Linked DNA regions of Oryctolagus cuniculus: all the other regions are linked to region 3. The links are chromatin contacts, called in public Hi-C maps. All regions are on one chromosome and are shown on one strand. The core of a region is the stretch at or near the end of the contact, and the rest is flanking DNA. Distances in the headings are between cores, read along the strand shown.

The links. A called contact is a pair of places that touch in the nucleus more often than the background predicts.
Region 1: a contact with region 3 is called in a Hi-C map of skin fibroblasts, with 2.0 times the contacts expected there. The contact joins two enhancer-like sites. A contact is called at or near these places in 2 of 6 Hi-C or Micro-C datasets (embryonic fibroblasts and skin fibroblasts).
Region 2: a Hi-C map of skin fibroblasts shows a contact between it and region 3, with 2.4 times the contacts expected there. The contact joins two enhancer-like sites. A contact is called at or near these places in 2 of 6 Hi-C or Micro-C datasets (embryonic fibroblasts and skin fibroblasts).

What each region holds. Positions count from the first base shown.
Region 1 is chr9:73,303,104-73,307,568 of mOryCun1.1, forward strand. LOC127487179 (a long non-coding RNA gene) reads left to right here. Exons shown (of 3, transcript XR_007913720.2): 3 at 1-3,517. Among named protein-coding and RNA genes, the nearest start is that of FOXO1, 470 kb to the left of the region's middle. Within about 2 kb of position 1,743, at least 4 of the 8 cell types and tissues checked have an H3K27ac peak or open chromatin away from gene starts, as enhancers often do.
Region 2 is chr9:73,762,366-73,766,895 of mOryCun1.1, forward strand. No RefSeq gene overlaps it. Among named protein-coding and RNA genes, the nearest start is that of COG6, 120 kb to the right of the region's middle. Within about 2 kb of position 1,661, at least 1 of the 8 cell types and tissues checked has an H3K27ac peak or open chromatin away from gene starts, as enhancers often do.
Region 3 is chr9:73,557,521-73,561,942 of mOryCun1.1, forward strand. No RefSeq gene overlaps it. Among named protein-coding and RNA genes, the nearest start is that of COG6, 320 kb to the right of the region's middle. Within about 2 kb of position 2,446, at least 1 of the 8 cell types and tissues checked has an H3K27ac peak or open chromatin away from gene starts, as enhancers often do.

The DNA.
Region 1 (4,465 bases), core at 493-2,992, 260 kb before region 3:
CGTCTATAGCTGAGCACAGATAGTTTCATAGAACAATTGGTGATGAAGAAGAAAGGAGAGAAGTTGTAGAGGAAGAGAAGTCGGGAGATGTGCAGGAAAGTCTGTTGAGTTTGCAAGTTCCGTGGTGTCCATTGTGCAAGGGCTGACTTCCGGGGCTGCGTAGGTGAACAAATGCCCAGCGAGCTGGTGCTGGGGGTTGGCCACATATGCGGAAGTGTAACAGCTATGGATGTGTGGTTTGGGCAAAGGTGTCTGATTTGCCCTCTTTTCAATTTTCAATCATCTCATCCTTAGTCTAGGCAGAGCGACGACGAGTGGCTTTCATTCAACTTGTGCCTCAAGAGCACTTCAGGGACTGGGGAGCCATTTCTTACCGATTTCCCTTTCGAGAGGCTGGATCCCCACCCGAGCAGGCCTGGCTGGCCACCGTTAGCCTCAGGGCAGCGAGGAGGCCAGATTTCAGATCCTCTGGGCCTTCATGCACAGGAAGCCTTCCTCTTTCATGTCCAGTGGGCACAGACCCCTTCACGGGGAGATCTCTGACTACTTCCTCCTCTGTCTGAAGCTTTCTTGGCACCACACGCTTCCTGGGGTGGCTGACATCACCCTGTGTGGAGGAGGATTGGCCTGGCTTCTGAAAACATGTGTGCAATTGAGTGCATTCTATTAAGAAAGAGGGGAAAAAAATCAAACCCCAAACAAATAAGCAGACACACACACCATCCATGGCCATTGCTCAGCACTGAGAACTGGCAGCTCTGTGCCTGGCAGGAGGGCAGGAGGTGACTCTGAGAGGCATTTCTGAGGTGAACGCTATGGTTGGGGTGAGGGGACTGATGTGGTCCCAAGGAGACGGATAGCACTGCCCGTCCAACAAATCCCATGACTCTGAAAGAGATGTCACCACAGAGCCTAACAACTGGGAATCTCAGCCCCAAACAAAACCACAGCACCAAGATGTGGAAATGAGAGAAAAGCTAAGGGCTGAGTAAAATATTAAAGATTGCTATTGGTTTAAAAAAAAAAGAAAACACAGCTCTGTGACCACCACCTGAGCCACACAGGCTTGCGTAGGAGCTAAGGGACCCCTCCACCCCCTGCACACATGCACACACACTCACACACACACACACACACACACACACACACCAGTCAGACCCAGTCCGCCCTCAGCAGTGTTACAGCAGTCTCTTTCTGCGCACATTGCAGAGCCCAACATTCTTCAGGCTGGAAAACTTTCCTCACGTCTAACCTGAGGCCCTCATGCTGCAGCTGAAATTCCTTCCTTCCTGGAAAAGGACCTGTCACCCTTTCCTCCTCCAGGATCCTTCAGACTTGTGTTGACGTGAACAACAAATCCTGTTTTCTCCTCGGTTATTCAAGGAGAATCTCCGTATCTGTAACTTCTGGAGAACCTCTGTCAGATGCTGGTGCTCAGGGGACCCGGCGCAGGCACCCCTGTTCTGGGTTGTCAAGGAAAATCCTCTGGCCTGGATTCTTGGTTTCCAAACAGAATGCTGCACACTGTTTAAAGAGTATTTTGTTTTCCTTTTCTGGAACCCATTGTGTGTTGCGTCAGAGACAATGAGCGGTTCACACAGCTGCAGTTATCCAAGTATTAAACTCCCCATGCTGTCCGAGGGCACAGTCCCACTGCCTGCATGGGGTGTGGGGGTCTGGGTGGACTGTGCAGGAGTGTGGCTGGGGGGCCAGGGTCCCGATTCTGTCCTCCCTCCCCGCTGCGACTCACACACTGTGGAACTGAGTAACTGTTGGCAAGGTCTGGGCCACAGTAAGCCAGACTGGGCGGGGAGAGGATTCCATTATTATAACACAATGCCATAATAGGATAGGACATTCCTTTCATATTCTTACACAACAGGAATCTTTAAACTCCACTGTTACTCTGAAAGGGGAGGCAAAATGCACCCAGCGCTTTGTTGTGTTTTTGCCACCAAAGTTACCTTATTCATCGTGGGGGTTGTGTGGGCCTCAGCCTCCTGAGCTTGGTTTTCGCAGCTTCTGGAAAGGGTTGGGCAACACCTGAGGACAATCGCGGCGCTCACTCACCCCAGCCCTGCTGGGAGCTTCTGCTGGAGCCCTTTGCTGCGGCGTGGCTCCGAACCTGGCAGCCGGGGCTGCTCTTGGGAAGCTGGCCCTTTGGGGGCACTGTGCTGGTTCTTACCAGATGGCCTTTGGGTGTGGAGTCAGTGCACAAGAGGCCTCCTCAGGGCACTGGGGTTCTCCAGTCGTGCAGAGCCGACGGGGACACACTGGTCTCTGAATGAGACCACCGCCAACCCCACTGCCCTTCCCTGCAGAGTGGGCGTGAGGCTCAGCCAGCACTGGGGAAGGCCTAGCAGAGGCCTCTGCATCCCTTGCCAATGCTGTTGACAGGCCGACTCCCTGACCAGGCGTGGGTGCTGAGGCTCAGGAACCTGGATGCTCTTTCTATTTGGCCATGACCTTAGGCTTTAATTTCCTACCACAGAGTCTGGGTGGAGAATCACTGGGCAGGGGCTCAGCTAGGAGGCTGACGTGGAGCGAATACCAGCAGACATGGGGCATTTTCTTTATAAAAGTGTAGCAAATGAGTTTAACAGTCTTTGTGACCTGGTCCATCCCAAATCCCAATCTCTGACGTTGATGGTGATAGAGATCGGAATATAATGAAGGAAACCCAACAAACTCTGCAGCGTTCCAATATTCCATTGATAGTAATTTAAACTCTCATCCTTAATTTGTTCTTATACTTGCTCCTGTAGCATTTGTTTATTTAGACTACTGGGCAAGAGCCCTTCCTAAAAATCTTTGTAAATTCTTAAGTGCAAACAAGTAGCATTCTCCATGCCACCCAGCACTCTGCAAGGTTGGGCTGTCTGGGCAGTGTTGCAGACATTTTAATAACCCCTTGTGGGCAAATGATGACACTTTTTCTTATTTTCCAGTAGGCTTCTATTTGTTCTTTGAATGAGACTCCATATGTAAATGGATGATTATTCTCTGAATTTCTTCTGTGCAAGTTGAGCACCAGAATCTCCCATATTATGTGTACAGAATCTGGGCCTGAATTTCAACCGTGAATATCAATGAAGCAAAGCAATAAAAATCCATAAAAAATTAACATTGCTAAAGAGGACTTCAAACCTCTCGGTGCTACAGCTCTGAGGTCAGTGGTAAGTGACCATGGTTTAATGAAGTGGGGCTCCCTCTGATTAGGGAGAAGTGGGCATGGCATCTTCTGCGGCATAAATAGCCTGCCTCTGAGCATGCCAAGCAGTTGCTTTCAGAGGCTGAATTTTCTCCCAGCCTGGGTGAGTTGGCAGTGGACAGGAGAGGACATTCCAGTGAAACCGGGCCATCGGGAGCTGAAGACAAAGGCAGCTGATTCAAGTGCGCAAAATTGGAGTTTCTCTAATCAAATATATTAAATTCACCATTATTCTTGATTGTTTTAATGGGAAGAAAGGGCAGCTGTGCCCTTCATTTTCTAAGCATTTTATTTAGTGCTGAGGAGTTGGAGAAAGGGAGGGGAGAGACAGTCGGGTGGGAGGGGGGAGTAGAAAGGGCTAAGACAGCTACAGGAAGCTAATGCATTTTGTCTTAAAAGTAAGATGATTTTGCACGCAGCTCAGAACCACATGGAGAGTTCCTAGAGCTGTCACTCATGGAGAGAAAAAAAAAAGATAGCTGGTTTCTAAAGCACTTTGACATAGGAGTAGAAAAGCAGCCAGCGAGCAGACTGGGGGCATGGGATACTCAAGCCAGGAGCCCCCAGTGCCCAGTGCTGAACAGCTTTGCTTCACTGCCTACATGGAAACCTGCTTGTGAGCAACCCCCCCCCCCCCCGGCCCACCCCTCTGCCTCCAACCCTCCATACTGGTGCTTTGTAGAAGGCATTTAAATTTCAAGACATTTGGGGCAATTCATCTCCACTCCTTTTGTAACCTTCCAGCTTCACCATCTGAGCAAATGCATTCCAAATTCTAGTGAAGAAACCGTCGACTCAAGCTATTATTATTATTTTTTAAAATAGTTTCGCAGACGGTCCTGTCCAAGGGTAACGCTTCCTGCCCAGAGTGCAGGACTACAATGTCTTGGTATGCACCTCCAGCATCAAAGGCGAGCTGGGGTGCATGATGTCACTTTCTCCGTCTGTTGAGTTGATAACAGGATGAACCTGAACCAGACATTCCACTGTGCAATTAATTATTTCACTCCACCGTCAGGCAGGAGACTTAACTGTTGGAGCGCTTGGAGCTTCGCACACACAGATGCACTTCGCCGAGAGAACGGAGGTCCCAGAGCTGCAGTGTGGGGCTCCCGGGCTCCCACAGGCCACCGTGAGTCATGCGGAGAAAGGGCTTTGGAAGCTGGTGCCTGTTACAGCCTGAAGCCAGCCTGTTTCTGAGCTGGAATGTGAAAGGCAGCTGGCTGTGTCAAAGGGGCAGAGAATAAAGCCGCA
Region 2 (4,530 bases), core at 411-2,910, 200 kb after region 3:
TGAGTTACAGAGAAGCAGAGGCAGAGAGAGGTTTTCCATCTACTGTTCCCTCCCCAGAGGGCTGCAATGGCTTGAGCTGTGCCGATTGGAAGCCAGGAGCTTCTTTCGAACATCAGCCATCTTCTACTGCTTTCCCAAGCCATATCAGAGAGCTGGATTGGAAGTAGAGCAGCCAGGACTTGAACCGGCACCCATATGGGATGCTGACACTGCAGGCGGTGGCTTTACCTGCTACGCCACAGTGCAGCCCCTGGAAGATTTTTAACAAACAAAAAAACACCAGTGATCTCTGACAACACCTAGAGCTTCTGTTATCCCAACAGCCACATGGGGTCAAACCTCACTGTGTTTTCAGTGTTCTTACAGTAGCACCACATGACAATTAGGATGGTTTTGTCCAAAAGGAGCAAAGGAGATTTTTGTCACCAAAACTTTGCACATTAAAATATCAAGGCTAATGACTTATTTCTTTTCCATATTAGAAAGCATATAAATGTTCACAATTTGGTGTCAGTGTCACCCACAGGACCCAAAACATGTGGAGTGTTTACTGTAGCTCAGTATAGGTAACAAGATGGAGGAAAGAAAAAAAGGAAGGAAGAGGATTGCATACCCAGCCCCAACCTCTGCACAGAACATGGATTGCATCTCTGCCCTAAAGCAGGGCAGGGACAACTTGGGACTGTACCCTCTCTGCCAAAGAAGCCTGGACTCAATAGAAGCTTTCCTCGATATGGACAGATTTGTTTCTTTGCATGATTAAATACTCTGTTGATTCCTCAGATAAGTTCATAAGTGCAGAAAGGAGGAGGATAAGCTTTTTTAATTACAAGCAATTCAGCCTGGCAAATAGAACTCTCAACTTGTCCAAGTCCTGGACTTCCAAACCTTGCCAAGATCCCCATCTGCTTCTTCCGTGGGAGCTTGGGGAAGGGGTGCTGATTCAAGTTCCCACAGAAAGAATCAGAAAATCTTGGACCAAATGCTTAGCTCTAACAAATAAGAAGTCTCTGTTCTGGATAAAATCAAATTGGTAAGATATTCCACTATTCTGGTTTTGGGTGGGGACTTGGAGAATATTATGGGGTGAAATGGGGGAAGAGACAGAACAAGATTTCAACTCATACTAATGAAACTTCGGAGTTGGAAAGGTGACTCTTGTTCCTTAGGTGTTTGGGAATGCAGACCTGGGGTGCCCGGGTATCCGTAATCCCCTGAGTGAATCTCTGTATTGCCCCTCTACAACCAGCTTCCTGGATGCTCCAGCAGCCACTGAAACGTTAAGAAATGAGAACTGAAAACTCTTCCCTTTCAAGCTGCCAAGCTGGAGAAGGGTTAGTGGGGGTGGACACACAGAAAAGGTGAAGGCAATGTGTCACCTGGGTGTCATGACTCCACTTGTAAGGTGCCCCCCAACTGTGTACTCGCCACTAAAGCAGCGGGCGGATGGTGGGCAGATGGGCATGAAAGGTGGGGACAGAGACATTATGGGGGAAGAGTGTCTGAAAGCCAGAAGTGGCCTGGTGGCAGCTGTTCTGTCTTAGCCAGGCTGGCACAGTTATCAGGAAGCCTGGAGTGCCACCCTCTGGTAAGCGAGCCAAGGGTTGGTTGCTAAATCCTGTAACAGAACCTTCCCTGCAGGCATTTGGCATTGGAGCCTTAATGGTTTGGCACTCCGCCTAATTGCTCAGAATATGTGCTTGGTTAGAGAGTAATTCCTTCTTCACTCTGCACACTGCACAGACGCTGTGATATTTTTATTCCAATAATTCCTTTGCTGACCACCAAAGTCCTATGAAAATTTCTCTAAGGATATTGGATAGAAACCAAACTCAGAATTTTACATTAAGTTTAGACTCCAGATTATGGCTAATTTAAAAAACAGCATAATGTCTACCAAGTAAGAGAATGCTCCCATCTAGAAGGAAAGTTGCAGCACTCAATTATAAAAAATGATTCTCATTTTATCTCAGAAAACCAGAAACTGAAAATTCATGTGACATATTTGTTTGTTTACTTGTTAATGTGAATAAGTACCATAATTTACTTTGAGGTAAAGTCATTTCTGCAAATGAAATCAGATTACCTCTAGTATGTAAGAAACCAAGATCTTTTAGAGATTAAAGTCAATGCTAGTATTCAAAATCCAGCCAGGGCCAACATAATCTAAGTCACCCATTTCAGGGCTTGAGAGAAAAGTTGAATAATATGAGCAGTACCTTAATATGTGGTGAGGATTTAACTTAATTTACATTAGGAACAAAACAATCGGAGCTGTCAGTTGTTCATATAGCAGTGATTGACTTAACTGATGAATCTACAGTTTATTTTTATAACTGGAATAGAGGGGAAAAAAGAGAGGGAGGAATAAGATGGAGCGGGGGGAGAGAGAGAGACAAAAGAGAGATATCAGAGGTGCATGGCAAAAGGAAAAATACCCACATAGATTATTCTTTTCAAGAAACAAATTTCATTGCCTCACTCCTGTGCTAAAAACATTAAAGACAAAAATGCAAATAGCATACTTCTAAGTAACTCACGGATCAAAGAGATCCTGATGAATAAAATTTAAATAATTGGAAACAGCCTAAAAACATATAAGGCAAAAATTGATAAAACACAAAAAATGGAAATATAGATAAATCCAATATCACTGCTGGTACACCATGCAGATTAAAAATCAGAAGCACTATGACTGAGTTGAATAATATTAACTAAACTTATCCTTTTGACATATGTAGAGCACTGTAATGAACATCTAGAGAAAAATTTATCATTTCAAGTCTAAAGAGGGTAATGTATTATAATAGATTATATGCTGCACCATAAAGCAAGTAAAAAATAAAATATGGTGGTAGAATATATTTTCTGCCTGCAGTGGCAGTAAGCTTGAAATCAATAAAAAGATGACTATGAGATAATCATAATAATATATCATTATATTTTTTCTAAATAATCTGAGTCAAATATAAAATAACTATGAAGTTAGAAAATATTTTGAAGCAAAAGGTAATTAAAATATGAGACATAAAATCTTATGAATGTAACTAAATCTGTGCTTAGATGGGAATGTATCTGAACATGTTCCTGACTATATTTAAATCAATACATTACAACAGGACAAAGTCTGAAAAACAGTTATGCAATATCCCACTTTAAGAAGGGAGAAAAAGAGAGGCTGGCGCTGTGGTGCAGCAGGTTAAAGTTCCAGCCTGAAGTGCCAGTATCCCATATGGGCACCAGTTCGAGTCCAGGCTGCTTCACTTCTCATCCAGCTCCATGCTAATATTCCTGGGAAAGCAGCAAAAGGTGGCCCAAGTCCTTGAGCCCCTGCAACAACATGGGAGGCCTGGAAGAAGCTCCTGGTGCTGGCTTTGGATCCACTCAACTCTGGCCATTGCAGCCATTTGGAGGTGAACCAGCAGATGGAAGACCTCTCTCTGTCTCTACCTCTCTCTCTGTAACTCTTTCAAATAAATTAAATAAATCTTTAAAAAAAAGGAGCAAAAAACTACATGGAAATAAATAATAAAGAGAGCAAAAAGCAATGAAAAAGAAAATAAATATATAATAAAGAAAATCAAACAAAATAAAAAGTTTATTCAAAAATGATAATAAAATCCATAATTCTTAGCGAAAAAAAAGAAAACACAAATTATCAATACCAGGTCGACAGAATTTTTTAAAATGAAAGGATATTAAAGAGAACATTATGATAATGAAATGGACATATATTCTGGGAAATAAAATTTATCAAAACTGACACAAATTGAAGTAGAAAATCTGAATAGTCTTACATCTATTTAGTATTTTAATCTTTAATTTAAAACCTTCTCAAAAAGAGATCTCTAGATCTCATTGGCTTCACTTGGAATTCTAAACTTTTAAGGAAGAATTAACAGCAATCGTACACAAACTTTCCCAGACAACAAAAAAAGCTAGAATATGTACCAAATTGTTTTATGAGGCCAGTATTATCCTTGTCCCAAACTTGACAAGAATGTTAAAAGAAAGAAAAATTATAGGACACTCATTCTTGTGAAGAAAGATGCAAAAATACTAAATAAAATGGCGTCAAATCAAATCAAGAGATTAATAAGAAAAAGCAGTATTTAATGATCATTGAGTTTGTTACAACAATACAAAGTGGTTTTCATGTTTGAAATTCTCTATACTGAACAAATAAAAGGGGCATGTGGTCACTTAAATAGATATATAAAAACAATGTGCAGCCGGCGCCCCGGCTCACTAGGCTAATCCTCCGCCTTGTGGCACCGGCACACCGGGTTCTAGTCCCGGTCGGGGCGCCGGATTCTGTCCCAGTTGCCCCTCTTCCAGGCCAGCTCTCTGCTGTGGCCAGGGAGTGCAGTGGAGGATGGCCCAAGTGCTTGGGCCCTGTACCTGCTTGGGAGACCAGGAGAAGCACCTGGCTCCTGACTTCAGATCAGCGTGATGCGCCGGCCGTAGCGCCCATTGGAGGGTGAACCAATGGCAAAAAGGAAGAACTTTCTCTCTGTCTCTCTCACTGTC
Region 3 (4,422 bases), core at 1,196-3,695:
CTAGGTATTGTTGAATAAAGAAGTATTTATGATCCAAACAAGATGAAGGAGTATATTTTACATGCTAACCTTTGCTTCCCTTTATTCTCTTTGCATTAAAGCCTCCTTAGCACTTGTGAACAAGCCTGTAGTATGTGATTTTGCAAGGTGAATGGAGGATGGAAGATGGATACAAAAGAGGAGTATGATATCATATTGATAGGTCTGAAGATTGTCTGAAAACCCCTAAATGAACTAAAATGAGGTTACTCTTGCTTTGCAAGGAATAGCATAGTATACAGGTAAAAATGAATGCTATTGAATAGAGCTACTCATTCATTTGTGGTGCAATGACCTTTGTCATACATTTTGAAACTTACATGTTCAAATGAAGGATGTGCCTTTTAGCATTTGGCGGCTACATATGTATTTGAAGCACGGATATTTCTACAAGTTTTCCCTTATAACTACAGCTGAAAGATACTACACAGTCCTGTTATTATTTTCTGGAATGAAACTCAAATCATTGTCAAATGTCAATCCTACCTGACCTAATATGAAAGAAAATTTATAATTTTATCATGATTACTAATTGTGGAATAAAAGAATTCCCCACATTTGGTTGGCAGGTGGAGAAACCTTGATTTCCTCACTTTTCAAAGATTAGAGGGGAGAGGTAGAAAGAAGAGAGTGTGTTGGGATGGCCTCAGCCATGCCTTTGAGGTCAGAGGTGGGTAGACACCTTGCCATGGAAATTGCGGACTAGAGGGTAAAGAAGCATGGTCAGGTGGCACAGGAGCCCACAACATTGATATAATCAGTTCCTACCACCTTCAACATCTAAGGAATGTCCCCCATTGATGCCCTAGGAATTAGAATTATGAACCACTGTTTTATTCATTACACAGTTGCTTTCATTGCTACTTGTTTTGATTCTTGGCCTTAGCCTTGGACAAAAGTTTTGGAAAGCTTCCTTTTTAACAGCTTATATTATTTATCTGTCTTCAGCAAGTTACATAAAAAGTATTGAAAAGTAGTGAGGCAGAAGCTGGAAGGTTTACATTGTGTTGCTCCAAAAACAGGAGGTGATGCACAAATACTTTTCTGTCTGACACACACAAAGCAGTGATAGGTGATGTTAACAGAAAGGTCAGGTGTGTCTATCTCTAAAGAGGCAGAGCATACAAGCAGTTGTATTTCATGAGTATTTCACGAGCCTCTAAATGCTAAATGATCAAACATTTTGATTCTAGAAAAAAGTGATCAAGACTTGTGTGAGATTTTTTGATTTGACATTAATCATCTGTTCTGATTCACATAGAATCAATGGGGCAGCTGTGGGATGCAATGAAAATGCTAGGTGTTGAGTTTAATCCGACATATAGGACTTTTAATGGTGAAGTTTTAGATAGGCTTATTAGGCATGTGTTTTGTGAGTGAGGATAGGTGATTGTGGGGATGTGACATTAGCTACTGTCATAGCAAAATGAGCACTTGGGTGATATGGCTGCTCTGGAGGCAGTACCAAGAGAAATGAAGGCTGCAACTGATAGAGCTGGGAGGATTTCATGGGGAGCAAGTTATCTTTGTCCTCTTAGGCATTGTATCATCATCATCGTCAAAACCTTAGTGACATGGAACTTCGACCCCAGTCAAGAAAACTATGGAAAAAGGTCTTTGAGTTTGTCAGTGTGAGCAGTTCTTCCACTCCCTCTCACCCCCAAGTACCTCTCTTAGCAAAAAGCCAAGCCCTGCGTCAGCCAACAGCAATTCAATGTGGACTATAAATACACACAATATCACACTTCTTTTAAAGAACCAAAAGGTAGCAGGTGATATTAATTCTAATAAAATGTTTTATTTAAGCCAATATATTAAAGTATTATCATTCTAGTCGATAACTAATATTTAAAACTCAAGATACCCTTTTCTTTCATCCTTAGCCTTTGTGAACCAGTGGTAGAGTATTTTGCATATAAAGCACATCCCAGCGGGGGTTAGCCACAGCTCTAACACCCCATAACTCCATGTGGCTGGTGGCCACACATCAGCAATACAGCTGTACTTGCTCCAAGTGCCATTCTCATGGGACAATAGGACATTGTCTTTGAGAGCTCCACCAGCTTTTTCATACTTGTGGCTGCTTCTCTGAGTTCTCCCCTGACCCACTTGTCCCCCCCCCCCCCAACTCCCCCAGCTGCAAGGGCTGTGAGCTGAGCACCGCCTTTCTCATCCGCACCTCCAGAGGGCAGCTCTGAAAGGAGTCCCAGTGAGCCCTCTAGTGACTGCTGTCAGAATGCACCGAACTTCACAAAAACAACCCTTGGGGAAACTGAAAACAAAATCCTACTGCAGTACCTTTGCAGGAGCGCTGCGGGAGTCACAGCTCTAAGCCATTCTTCCCAGCCATAGCCTGTAGCAGGACACAGGCCCGTGAACTTGTTCCCTGGGCAGCTGTGCTCCAGGGAGCTCCCTTCAGAGTTACTGCAATAGAGCTCATCACCCTTTCAGGGCCTGGCAGAATTCAGCTGTCCAGGAAGCTCCTAAGCAGCTTGCCATAGCCCATAAAGCATAACCTTGCCTGAATCCATTTCACCCCATTCCCCTGCCTATGGAGCCCTGGCTTTGGGCTGGTTCTCATATCTCCTCCCAGAGCTCATGGCAGTGGCTTAACCCCAGGACAGGAGCAGATTTGTCCCCCCTGACGTTGATTGGTTGAGATGCCAAGATTAACCTAACCAGTGCAAGGATTTCCTTGGACCTACAGACGCTTGAAGAGATCTCTGGAAGAGAGAGTTGTTCACTCTTCCTCTGGATTTGGTGGTGTGTGTACATGAAGTCTGACAGGGCTATGGCGACTGCTGCTGCTAAGAGGGAAGCTGTGGGGGAATGAAGCCCACACGAAGATGCAGAGAAATAGAGCTGGAACCCTGAATTAAAGTGACTCTGAAGTCTGCCCTTCTGCATTTCCCGAAACAGTAAACAAACCTTCTATTGTTTATACCATCTATGCAGTTGTCCGTGACCTGTAGTGGGACCCTCCCTAACTGAAACAGGCATCGACCCAAACTGGATTCCAGAAACTTCCTTCATACTCTACAGATAGCTGATCAGCACACAGAACTTCTTGGATCACCCCTCTAAATTATGTATATGTATACATGCTTAGCTGGGGGGCTAATATCCTAAATATATATATTAAAGATTTATTTATTTACTTGAAAGTCAGAATTACAGAGGCAGAGAGAGAGAGAGAGAGAGAGAGATCTTATATCAGCTGTTTCACTCCCAAAATGGCCTCAATGGCCAGGGCTAGGTCAGGCTGAAACCCAGAGCAAGGAGCTTCATTTGGGCCTTCACGTGGGTACAGGGGCCCAAGAACTTTTTGGGCCATCCTCTGCTGCTTTCCCAGCACATTAACAGGGAACTGGATCAGAAGTGGAGCAGCCAGGACTGGAACTGATGCCCATATGGGATATCAATGCTGCTGGCATCAGCTTAACCACTGTGCCACAGCACTGGCCCCCTAAATATATTTTATACATGTTTAGCTGGATAGCCAAACTGAACAATCTGTAAAAGGTGGAAAAGAGTATCTATTTACTTCTCCTAGGGTGGAACACAGATTTCATGGTATATTTAATTAGAAATACTCTAAAAAATTGAGAGACTCAAACCACCCTACATTCTGAGATTTCTATTAGAAAGAGTGGGAAACAGCAACATTGAAATAATGAGTCTCTGGTCCCTTGGCACAGGTGATCTGCTCAATTTTGTTCTGAAAATGATGGCCTCACTTGGATCCAGCAGAAAAATGATGTGACAAATCCGCATTTACTGCCCAATAGGCCAACAGCCTAACCCTGTTATAGGGACCCAGGCTCCCCTTCTCCTCCTACCCCTGCCAGTAGGTTCACAATCTCATGCCAGTAATGAGAAGTGAGGACAGGTGGCTCAGCCCAGGCTCAGCTCTGTGACCTGGAAAGCAGTGATTGGCCCTGACCTTGTGACAATGGTTTTCTCTGTTGGACGTTTTGACCTAACAAATTTGGATCCACTGCAGCTCCGTTCATTTCTGGTTGTTTCTCTTTTTACCTGTTCAATGATCTACAGGGTTCAAGCTCTTGCATTTTGTAGGAATGCCTAAACAATCCAAAGTTAGTCAGGGCCAGTCTGCACAACCTCATGGTTCTCCGTCTGTGACTGATCTTTTTATATCATTCTTATTTCAGAAATGGCTCTCGTCTTTGCCAATATTGCCTCCCTTTGAAATTTCTATTTAGCCAAATCTGTAGCCTTTGGCAAATTTCTTGTTCGGCACCTTGTGGAAGACAGACAATATATCTTAAAAGAAATAAGTCTGAGGCTCTAGACCACATTGCCTTTGAATTCTGGCTCTGCCACATAATAGCACAGTGATCTGGGAACATTAACAGTTTCCTT